Regions from separate parts of the Rattus norvegicus genome. Here region 2 is linked to region 1. The links are chromatin contacts, called in public Hi-C maps. All regions are on one chromosome and are shown on one strand. Each heading gives the region's core, a stretch centred on a gene start, on an enhancer-like site or on the middle of the called end of the contact. The rest is flanking DNA. Distances are from core to core; before and after follow the strand shown. Region 1 has its middle 110 kb from the start of Irs1. Region 2 overlaps Irs1 (insulin receptor substrate 1).

Region 1 (6,127 bases), core at 960-3,459:
ATGAACATGGAGACACGGGACCTTCACTGTTGTACACACCTATATTATAATCACATGGGGAAACACCCTAGAATGAACTAGAGGTTGTGTTTGACAACTGAGAGGCAAGTTGAGCCTGAGTGTTTTTGACATTATCCACTTACCATGTCAAACCATTCCTTATCAGGACTCCTAGATAGGCCAGTCACATACATCCTATGTTGTTTAAAACCCTTGGGTCAAGAAACCTAATGGATCCAAGACTCTATGTTAATTTTATTTTTCTCGCAGTGCTGGGGATCAAACCCAGGACCTCCTCATGCTAAGGAAATGTTTACAATTGATTTCATACAACCCGTTTATTAGTGTTCTTTTGTGTAATCAGGTTTTGAGTGGAGCAAAACAATCAGAGTAGAGAAAGGAGGAAAACAAAAGCATTTCTCAGATAAAGAATGGAAAGGGTAAGTGTCAGAGAAAGGTACTAAGAGTACCAGAATTATCCTTTTATTACTTCAAAGCATGCTCAACCAGGGATAAGAGCTCTGAAAACTACCTTGAAGCTTTCCAACAGACACTACACGGATGCAGAGATTTCTGGGTCTCTAGGCTAACATACAGTCCAGCCTCAAGTCTACGAGCTGATGACAAGAGGTAGCATTCACATTTATAAGCCACTTACGGCTTCCTGCTGTTAGCTACACCTCCCGCCATCAGAACTTTACAATAACTCTCTGCAGTCATCCATTGTCTTCATCCCATGAACGAAGCATGCATGGTCCGGGAAGATGAAATGGGATAGCTGAGTGCCCAGAGTTTGTGTTATCAAATACAAAGTTAACTGAGGAGCCCTGACTCTCAGGGCACCCCATCCATTGCTGCGGTGATTCTTACAGTCTCCACCTTTTCCTGCCCGGGGGGTACTTCCTCTGAATTCATCAATCACATTTCCTCATTGGCATTACTTCGGGAAGGCAGCCTCTGGCCCTTCCTTATCGGCCAAGGGTTTTAGATTTCTCTTACCGTGAAAAGGGCTTTGTTTCTTGGCTTCTGATTCACTTCCTTGTCCACTCCTATTTCTTCCTTACACACGAGGCTTCCTGTTGGTTTTGAGTTATGTGCACCCATCATTTACAACCGGAGTCAGTTTCTGCATTTGCTTCAAAGGGAACTGGAGGGGATGAATTCTTTACAATGGTGAATTTAATGAACCATTATGTCTCTAGCCATTCTCAAGAAATGAGAAGACCCACTAGTCCAGGCATCCTTAATCCCAAATAGCTCCATGAGCTGAGAATGAATAAGGTCTTTGTTTTAATTTTTTAAAATGATATATTTTTATATGTGAGCTTGCTTAGAGATATTTGTGAGTATATGTAATGTGCCTGTGTGTATATGGACATACACTGCTGTGTTGAGGCAGTATGTACATGTGAGTGCAGGTGCCCACTGAAGCCAGGATCTCTTGGAGTTGGTGTTACAAGGGTTGTGAGCCACCCAACATGGGTGCTGGGTTCCAAACTCGAATGCTCTCCTAACTGCAGAACACATTCTCAACTCCTGAGCCATCTCTCCAGCCCCACCCACCTTGTCTTTTGTAACTAGCTGGCAAGACAGTCTGTTTGAGTATTGATGAATATGTGGAACTCCAGAAAAGGAATATCAGAGTCAGCCTGTCTTTTTTTTTTAATTGAAGATGATAGTTGGAATCAAGAAATATGAAAATAAACAGGAAACCTGTATAATTGGGGGTGGTGGTGTAGCTGTGTAATTTCTCTAAGAGAACTGTGAGAGTTGTTGAGAAAAAATTAATAGTTAGATTAACTTAAAATTTTAATACATGGAAGGGATTGGAGAAGATTTAAAACGAGCTAACAGAGTAGCAGGGTTGCTAAGTGAGGAATGAATGGCGTCTGCAAAGGTTCAGCAGAGACGATTCGGCTGTCATGCTGTGCGTTTGTGTAGCAGAACCCGGTTAAGGGAGCAGGCACTTTGATATCACATCCTAAGTGCTGTTTAGCCATATCCACCCAAGGGAACGTTAGTACCTGGAGCAGAGCCATACATTGTGCAATCATTCTGAATTTGCATCCACGCAGGAAAGAGTTTTGATGTCTTTGTTTACCTTTTCCTTCTTTTGGACTTTGTGACACCCACCTCACTACCCTCGTGTGCATCTACGTACTGTAGCTCAACTGGGTAGGTTTCCAATTCCTCTGTCCAGTCCAAAAGTGAAACTTAGGGGAGGATTGGATAATATTAGCAAATCACTATTAGGGCAAAAGGACAAGCGCAAGCCGAGCTGCTGCCTCATGCTATTTACAACTTTCCTTCCTCAAGGCTTCTGGTCTCTGTGTGTTTGGCAATCCCGAGACAAACAGAGGTCAAAGATTATCCTTCCAGTTCCCATTTCAAAGAAAACCATAAGTGCAAAGCCACATACATACTCTGCTTAGTGGGCAGAATATAAGTGCATTTATAACTCTTACCTTGCTTTAATCCTTTCAGGAACCAGGGAAGGAAGGTAACATTATTGTAGTGGAGGAAAGGGGGAAAAAGATGCATGAAAGATAACAAATCAAAGTGTCACAGTTTGAGCAGAGTTTTGTCACTCTGTAAGGCATGTGGTTTTGTTACTCTTCCCAACACTTTCGAAAATTATTTATTTACTTTATGTGTACAGTGTGTGTTTCTCAGTGCGTGTAACCGAGCAGGAGAAGGTCTGGATTTTCAGTAAGGACAGGAAGTCCTCTTAACCTCTGAGCTCTAACACAGCATCCTTGAAAAGGTGAGACTTTTGAGAGGGCAGGGATGAGACTGGCTTCCTAAGATGCTCTCTAAATTGTCCTCTCTCAAGTGTGTGTGACATGCGTGTATAAATAGAAAGTGTCAGGTGTCTTCCTTGTTTTCAACCCCAATATCCTTTTTTGAGGCACAGTGTTTCACTGAATCTGAGGTTCACTGACTGGCGAGACTGACTGGCCAAGGAATGCTAGGGGTTTTCTATCTTTGCCTCCTCAGGCCTGGTGTTACAGATGCTCCTTGCGTTTGTGGGTGCCGGGATGGAAACTCAGATACTCATGCTTGTGTGGCAAGTGTTTTTACCAACCTTGGCGTCTCCCTAGCACCTCCCCAGCACCTCCCCTTGCTTCTGTAGTAACTGTAACTAAGCAACAAGCAGTTGAAGCCATCAGAAGAGACATTGGTTATTGTGTGTATGGAGTTCAAGAAACTCCAGCCAGGTTGTCAGTGACTTCAGTTTTTCTACGCGGTAGATGTTAACAGAGTCGTTTTGACAAGGGGAATTTTCCCTTTCCTCTGTAAGCAGAAGGATTTGGGCAGCTCTTACAATGAAATGGAAATCTGGAGAACAGGGTCAGAAAGAGATGGGGACCAGGCAGCTTTGCGATTCTCTGGAGGAAGAGATTAATTGTCTGTTCTAGCGACCTTCAATTTGGTCACCTCATTTAAAGGGTTTGGATGATTTCTACAGTGTTTGGAATTCTAAGATGCAGACAAGACTTCCGGCCCTCTTATGTAAGTCCCTGGGTGGATGGGACACGACGGTGATAAGATATCAATTCTGGGATCAGCTCGTTCAACATTTGACTATGAGTTAGTCTTGAGGGAGAGCCGATGGGTTTGAGTGTGTTAGAAAGAGATTCTCTAGCTGGCTTCGAGGAAGAAAATAGCCATACAGTAGAAAAACAGCACACCAGGGGACTGTGGACAGCTAGGAGCCGAGAGTCCTATTTGGCTGATGGACAGCAAGAAGACGGGATTTCAGTCCTTTATACATTGAGAACTCAGCCACCAACTGGTGGCCATGGAAGACGACCAGGGGCCTTTGCTGGTGCTCTTCTCTCTCCTCAGGAGCTCCACCAGACACTTAGCTGTTCATCTGTGATGGCTGAAACCAGAGAAGGCAGACACACTGGGCTGGGCTTGTTACAAGCCAGAGCTGCGAGATGATCAGTGAGTGGGTACTGTTTCAGCTGTTTGGTCCGTAGGAATTTTATTTTAAAGCAGTGATGGATAACTAATGCATCGTCTGGACGCCAAAGACGTTACAGTTCAGCTTTCAGTCCTAGCTACTCAGTTCTGCCCGTTCTCTATTTGATGCCTCTATCTGCAAGTGGACTAGGATCCACAGACTGTGTTTTCATTGCAGGTTACTGTTTCTTATGTTTGTAAGACAATGTGCAGAGCAGCGGGTTTCCTCGTGGCAGGCGCCTGCACTCTTACCCCTTCCTCACTCAGGTTTCCTTTCCTCTGAGTTTCCTGCACTTCAGCACGCGGGTCTCTCCACTTCTGCCCGACCTTCCTAGGTCTACACTAAAGCTGGCCTCTGCCTTTTCTGCCTTTGCTGTGCTGGAATCCGTCTCTCCTCATAGCTTTAAGGCTCCTCTGTCTTCAAATTTTCCCTGCGATGTCAGTTTCTTTTAGGAAGAAGTGTTTGCAGCTGCAAACTCACTTCTCTTCCCTTCTTTGTTCTACTTTTCTTTATAGTTCTTACTATGTTACCATTTCTCTCTATATAATATATTATATGATATATAATTTATATCATATAATATACATCCAATATTATATATAACTATATATTGTATATAATATATTAAAATATAAAGTTTCTGCCCACTGTTGGGGCAGGGTAAGTAGGAAATGTTTATCCCTCCCCCAGCAAGGGAACTTTGTGCTTACTCTATAACTTTGTCCTAGTTGGAGTTCATTGTTTATGTCATTTTCAGATGACCTCTGGTGACAGATAAGTATGACCTGTCAATGTAACAATTCCAACAGAAAACAAAAACCTAAGTTAAAATTTTAGGATATCTGGCGATAGACTTAGATGTGAACGTTTTTGTTCCAGAATGAAAAGGGGGTACTCAGAGACACTACCACTGACCTATGGTTGGGACAGGGCATCTGGCTACAACCTCCAGTCCCAGGGAAATGCACAGAGTTGACACTGAAACATTCTATCAGACCAGGGGCTTCTATCAGAGGGATCCTGGTTCCTAAAGTAGTGTTCTATATTACTGACTGAATAAGTTCGGCATGGATTAATTAATTTCTGACAGCTTTTGGGCGCTATATAATTTATGTAATATAATCAAGGATGCCATCCTATTCCCTATTTTCTAATACCCAGGTAAGGTAAGACTTAATTTGTTTACAGCTCATACCTTTGGCCACAGCAGGATAGCACAATTTTCTTTTCGGTGGAAGTTCTGGAGAGGAATTGTACATGTTATGACCTAGCCAATGGCCAACAGACAGTTAAGGTCAGAGCGTGATCCATATTTCAACGCTGCTTCCCCGCAATGGGACAGAGGCCACCTTCAAGTCCCAGGGTAACAAACCCAGAGTCTGTACAGAATGAGAAGGGAGAATGACATCAGAGTCCTAAGAGCCTCAGTGGCCCCAGCACCTCACAGAATGAGAAGACAACTAGGATTTCCAAAAGGATCAGCCCTGCTCGATTGCTCCAGTAGGATGCCTCAACTTTCCCCTACCAGCGCCATTGTCAAAGGACTCACAGGCCCAGTGAGGAGTCTCTGTTTTTTTTTTTTTTTGTTTTTTTTTCCCAAGCTGGGGACCGAACCCAGGGCCTTGTGCTTGCTAGGCAAGCACTCTACCACTGAGCTAAATCCCCAACCCAGGAGTCTCTGTTCTTACTTTTTGGCTATCTGGGAGTGCAAGGCCATTGATTCCAGGGCTGCAGTGTGGGGCACAGGTTGTTCATGGTGTGGGAGGCTGGGGGTTGGGATCCCAAGCCTAGTCACAGTTCAGGTCACCGTGCTAACATCGAACTTCAGCTTATTGACTTGAGGGTCCAATTGCACCACAGAGCTATGCAAGGGCATCCTGACTCGCAGATACAAATTAGCTGACTTGTTTTTAAAATACAGATTACAAATTGGGAACTACTATCAAGGGAAAATGACACAGCTTTCTAAATAAAGTGACTCAGTCTTTATCAGCTTCCCCTTCAACCTTTCTGTTTGATTTGCACATTAAGAAGCACCAGCTCTGTATTTTCTAAAAACTTGTTACCATATCCTAGCCATCTAATTATGTATCTATACCATTTCCTGTTCACTGACAGTAAATGTTCTTCTGATCTAGATCAGTTATGGGGGCATGG
Region 2 (6,127 bases), core at 1,143-3,642, 57 kb before region 1:
TCATTTGATAATGCTTTAGAAATGACATTTTTCCTTTTTCTGGCAGCAGGATCAGGTGGGTTTTACCTTACGAAAAGACACTCGCAGAAGAAGGGTGCGTTAGAGATCAATGCAGTGATGAAGGTTTTGGCGAAGTGTAATTTCCTGCTACTCAGTCTCAATGACAGGTGCATCACATTTCTGGGTTCAGAAGTTATTCCCTGGAGATGTAACTGGAGAGAATGCATGACAGAACATCACTGCTGGGTATTTGCACAGCGTCTTCTGCTAAGGAGATGCGTTTCACTTGTGCGTTCAGCCTATGTGTAGAACCAGTGAACTCTTATGTTTGGAGATTAGCGTGGCCACATTTGGTACCGGTGATTGGTATCTGCTGGCCGAGGCTGTGTGTATCAAGTACATTGTGTGTACATATGGCTGTGCCATCCTTGTTATTGCTTGTTATGGTATCTGCCATTGCATTTGCGTTGGTCTAAGATAGTTATTGAATTGAACATATGGGAGAACCTAGTGCGGTTATCTTTTTCTGTTGTTCTTCTTCAAACATATTCCTAAATTACGAAACTATGTGGACCTAGAGCTTTCCCCTTCTTCCTCTGCATTGGATGCCGCAGGCTCAGTCTGATTAGATTGAAAGAATGTAGTGATAAGGGATGTGGGAAGATGAACAGAATCCCGTAAATCCTCTGAGAGGTCCGTCTGTGGAGTCTGTAGTTTCCCTGATGCGCGGGGATGAACTAAGTCTTTGTAGCTTCCTTCAGTCTTGACGCTCTCTGGCTTTAGATAATAGGTAACTGGGAACCATCAGCACCTCTCATTCAGCCCCTTTATTCACCATATTTGGCTCTGAAAGCGTTTTGGCTGTTTCCAAAGATCAAGTGTGCCCTCCAAGAGCTAAGAGTGACTGCTATAGAGACCATGGGAAAGACTATGACTGAGCTTGGGAAGATAGTTTCAGAGAAATGGGAACTTGGGAAGGTGGTCCACAAACGCTGCATGCAAACTGCATGCTTGGAATGTGTTTGCTGCCTCCACTAGGGCCAGGGAGAAGGAGAGCTCTTACTGAGGGTTGTCTGTCAAAATAATCTGTGTCATTACCCAGTAGCTGGCCTCTATGTACAGTGAGGTTCACGCCATTGAACAAACAGATATGAACTTCACCCTTCCTCTGTAGCCTTCTGTCCCCTCCTCCCCACCTCACCTCCAGCTCTCCCTCTTTCGTAAGTTCCTGAGTTGGTGATACCAACAGGTGAGACCTGTGGCTGAGCTGGATGTCAGATAAAGATTTATATGAAACCCTTTTTAAAGTAGTACATTAAGACTTTGGAAGGAAAGTATTTGATGAAGGGGTATGGTTTTTGTTGTTGTTGTTTAAATTACAAGGGTTGCACCTAATGGGGGCAAAGCAATTTAAGCACACAGCAAGGTCAAATTTTTGCCTCCCCTCAAGGGTCCCCTAGTCTCTGCCCCGTACACCCATGCAGTTTGACATGTGTGATGATAACTCTGGGTACAGTTTGTTCCCAATCTAAGCTGTTTGTTCAGTCCTTCTGGAGGAGAGCCAGACATAAAATGGAAAACAAGCTGTATGCCCTTCATCCCCCTACCCCCTGGGCATGATATTTTTGAAAGTCATAGGTCCTTTAATAAGTGTAGCCCACCTGACTCGTTTTAGCACCAGAGCTTTAAAGCTCTGTCTGGGTGTCTCTTGGAATTCTGATAGGAGTTCAGGAAAACCTTGGAAGTAAATGATAAGCTTTGACTTATCTGAAATCCCTTATGTAAATGGTAAATTCGAATGGATCAAAGTTTCAATCAATCCCCTTCAAAGGGAGATAGAGACTAGGCTTGTTGGCACACACCTCCTATAGTCCCAGCACTGGAAAGGTTGAGGCAGGAGGATCGTGAGTTCAAAAACATCCTGGACCACATAACAAGACCCCTGTCTCAAACATAAAACTAAGGTGAGCGGAAAAACAAGTTGTGTTGGTCAGCATTTATGCCTGTGAGTTTTAGAAACCTCTGCCCTCCAGTATCTCACTCCCCTCGATCTTATCTTAAACCATTGCCTTTGTTATCCACGTAATTAGATAAAGACCTCCTGGGCTGCCCATTGAGTTTTCACCAGGTACCTACCCTAGATCTGTATATTTAATTCCGTCTGTCCCTTAAGGTCTTTGGCAGTGCTACAAAACTGCATCCTTTTTATCGCCTGCCCATTGCTGGTCTCTTACCGTCCTGTTCTGTCCTGTTCTATTGCGTCTTTAATAGCAAGTCCGTGGCATGCCCGCCCTTTGTTCGGTTCACATTTATGAATGTGCCTGCTATATGTGGCAAGCCTTGTACAAACACTGGGGCGACAATCCCTGTTTCCACATCCCCAGATTACCGCTTTTCTTCTGAACGCAGCCAAATGTGTCAGTGAGGTACTTACTTAATGTTCTCAGCTAAAAGCACTCTCCCCTCCTTTGCGCATCTAGAACTTTCCCCGCGCACCTGTTGTGAAATTCACCTGTTTGCTTCACAGCCTATCAATTTATGAATGAAACTTGCCTGCCTTTCGGGAACTGCTAGAAGGCAGACCAGCAGGATGCAACTTTGCTTACCCCATGGCATTGGATGTAGCCATTTACTCCTTCAGTATTTATGTTAATTGACTGCACTGCGGACTGCTTGGAACAGTTTATTGATATGTATAGATTAAGTTCTTGGTGCATGAAGAATAGGTGCTTCTGAGGGGACCATCTGATGTAAAACTTGAGAGCAGGAGATGTTTTCAGGGGTTCATAAAGGGTCCCCTTTCTAAAGGAGGAATACAGGTAATGCCTGTTGTGGCCAGCTTTGTTAAATTACAGAGAAGAAAGGCAATAGTGTCCCCTAAATAAATTTCTATGGCACCTTAATTAGAAGCTCCAGTGTAGGCTCTAACTGTTCCTTATGTTTTCTAATTTGTTAATTGAGAACCAGAACGCACATTTTTGCTTCAATCAAAACCCCAATGAATTTTGTGTTCGTTGGTTGCCAAAACTCTGAAGTTCATGGGTCATGTTGATATGTTTGCTGTTTTAGTATTGACGGAGTTTAGTTTTGTGATTGCTATAAACACTTGTATTTCGAAAGAAAAGTTAAATATAGTGGGTTGACTTTATGTAGGTACCATTTGTGCCTAGTAATATTAGTTGATCTCATTCAGCCTGTCTTCTGAAAGGGGCCAGCTCCCCACATTGTGACTGAATACACATTTCCAGATGCCTGTGGTGACGTTTCATTTTTATTTTTTTCCATTTCCTCCCCAGAATGAAGACCTAAATGACCTCAGCAATCCTCCTTTTTAACTCATGGGTACCCAGACTCGAACTCTTTCACGATTCACAACCAGGACCTCACGTCTTCCTCCTCAGTAGATGGTACGATGCATCCCTTACAGTTTGTTTACTTTGTACAATCCTCAGGAGTTCATTGACTGAACTGCACGTTCTTTATTGTGCCAAGCAACAAGAAAGCACTGTGACACCGGAACAATGAGTGTGCATAAACTTCATCTTGAACTTTAAGGACAGCTGGCCACGAAGAGCCAGTGTGCTCCCTGCCACGCCGAAAGAGGATGGGTTTACTCTCGTCAAATTTACAAGCATACGGTTCCTCTACTCTGAAACCGTGTTCCATGACACGCCGCTGTAAATTATTTCATATGGAACTGTTCGCGTTGGGTGGAGAGAGTATTAAATATTTAACATAGGTCTTGATTTATATATGTAATTTTTTAATGAAAATGTAACTTTCCTCACAGCACATTTTTTTTTTCTCTTGGAATGTGGAACTGAGGTATTCAATGTTTTGTTTTAAAGAGTGGGAAGAATACTTAAAACAAGGCTAAAAAGAGTAGACTAGGAGATGATCCTTGTTTTAAGATTCTAATTCAGAAAAATAATATAATATGAATCATAGTGCCATAGAAGGTTCTGGACTGTATAGTTGTACTTGCTGATGCTGTCTCTTGTAATATAAACTTGATGTCGAGCTGAGTTCCTTTTAAGAATTAAGCTTAGTTTTGTAATTTTTTTTTTTTCCAAACCGAAGGAGGATGTATTCTACTGGGGTGTTTTCAAGTGTCGGCTTAGAATTGGAAGTTGAATGGAAGCAAAGTTCAACAAAGAGAGGAAGCCACAGACTTCCATTGTAAATACTGTAGAGAGAGACATGAGCGATCCCTTCAAGTCAAAAATCTCTCTTTGGAATGAAGAATGTGGGTGTTTATAAATTCTGAAAATGTCTTTCTGTTCATAATAAACTAGACACTGTTGGTCCCTCCCCACCCCCACTTCTATAAGCCTTTCCCCCCACCCTCATCCTTTTATTTTTTTTCTGTGTACATATCACGTTTCATTTCATATATTGCCTTGAGAAGGCTCAAAAGACAAGTGCATTCTTGCTAACTGGAAATTAAAATTCCAGATTTTTTTTTTTTTTTTTTGAGTCATGACCAGGGCTCTGTGTTCTGTTCCCTAAGACACCTATCTCGTGTGTTCTGGGAACTTTCCGTGTTATTTGTGTTTGAAATGGATGCAATTGGCCCATTTGCCCTGGTGTTTGCTGGCCTTTTAGTGGTTAGCTAATTAAACACAGTTTACAGAGAACACATAAAAACTTAGTGACCTGCCATTGAAACATCTAGTTAGGAGTGAAAATGGTCATCCTTCCCTTGTTTGGAAGGTCTACGAGTCTTGGAACTTTTCACTTCATCAAATATCAATGGCAACGACTGCACCTGAAGACGTTTCCTCCTGAATTGTAAGTCGTCTTGCCATCAAAACTCCCTGACATGACAGTGGATCGATTCAGCGATCAGGCTACCTCTGAGTCCCTGGGAACTCAGTCCTGCTGCAGGGAGGAGCAACACTCTACTTCTGGGAAGGGTTGAGCCACCTGGGTGGGGCTACAAGGAAGGAGCAAGGGTTGGAAGGAAGGCACCGCAGTGCCCAGTTGCCCTGAACAACTGGTTGGGGACCCCTGACTCTATTCAACGAGATAAACAGACCCCCAACTGCTGAGGCTCGGGTTAGTGTTCAGTCAACCAGATGTACAATGTTCAGTGTTGCAGATCCTAATCATTTGCATGCTCATCAATTTCTAAGGTAAATAGGTCTCTAGTCATAAGAACTCATTGTTTTCAAGGAACTCGCCGAATGACATCATTTGCTGTCAGTAGAAAACCCCACTGGCTTTGAAAATAGGAAGTGGAAGTTGGTCTTTTACAAATGTGTGAGAAAAGACTCTCGTTGTTGAAGTGATTTTTTTTTTTAAGTATTCTGACTCAGATTCTTGCTAAGGTAAGAAGAAGGCAAGCCTACTCGCTCTCTTCCCTCAAGGATTACTGAGTTACTGAAGAGAGACCAGTGAACAATGTCAGCCCCAAACATTTGCCTGCAAAGCTGGCTAAGGTTTCTCAAGGAGCCTAGGCTTTGACTATCCATGACTAACGTACCCCTGCATGTGGGGTTATTGACATTTGGGGTGAGAACAGACGAACAGACTGGACAATCGTCACCTGGTTTCTCTATCTCTTGCTTTGTATCGAGTCAGTAGTGTAAAGGTAGACATTCTTAGTCAGCTTCTTCTAGACTTTACCTGAGCTGGGGTTGATGAAGGCATCAAGCTTGGCTGACTTAGAACTGGAAGTTGCTGGTACCCAGGCTGAAATCTCATGCCCTGGTTCCTTGAAGGGTTTACTTTAAGCACATCAGCTGCTAAGTTCTTGTGTTCAATTCCTATTAAAGGGGGGTTGGCCTTTATCTATTTCCAAGTATTGCAGGCCAACCAAGGGTTTATATTAATGGGGCTTCTAGTGGCTTCTGGCTAATCTGGAAGTTAGCGGCTTTTTCTTTTCGAGACCAACCTTTCACAGCATTCTTTCTTAAAGACTTGTTAAGACATGGTTTCTTTTTTTTAATTCTCCTTTGTGAAAATAACAAGTATTTCCCTTGGCTATGATGATACCTTTCTTTTGGGCAAAAGTATAGCCCTAGAACGAGCTGGAAATGAGGGGACTCCATTAATGATCAACCGTCTGGGTCAATAATGGCAAATCAGTACTGATGCTACATGTGTGGTTATTTCTTGCTAACGT

The links. Hi-C and Micro-C count contacts between places; a contact is called where the count stands out from the background.
Region 2: a contact with region 1 is called in a Hi-C map of liver, with 3 times the contacts expected there. The contact joins two enhancer-like sites. A contact is called at or near these places in 4 of 12 Hi-C or Micro-C datasets (hepatocytes, kidney and liver).

What each region holds. Positions count from the first base shown.
Region 1 is chr9:90,942,568-90,948,694 of GRCr8, reverse strand. No RefSeq gene overlaps it. Among named protein-coding and RNA genes, the nearest start is that of Irs1, 110 kb to the left of the region's middle. Within about 2 kb of position 2,209, at least 7 of the 93 cell types and tissues checked have an H3K27ac peak or open chromatin away from gene starts, as enhancers often do. A contact at or near this core is called in hepatocytes and liver, where this site is marked.
Region 2 is chr9:90,999,351-91,005,477 of GRCr8, reverse strand. It overlaps Irs1 (insulin receptor substrate 1), which reads left to right. Exons shown (of 2, transcript NM_012969.2): 2 at 3,297-4,341. Among named protein-coding and RNA genes, the nearest start is that of Irs1, 52 kb to the left of the region's middle. Within about 2 kb of position 2,392, at least 2 of the 93 cell types and tissues checked have an H3K27ac peak or open chromatin away from gene starts, as enhancers often do. A contact at or near this core is called in hepatocytes and liver, where this site is marked.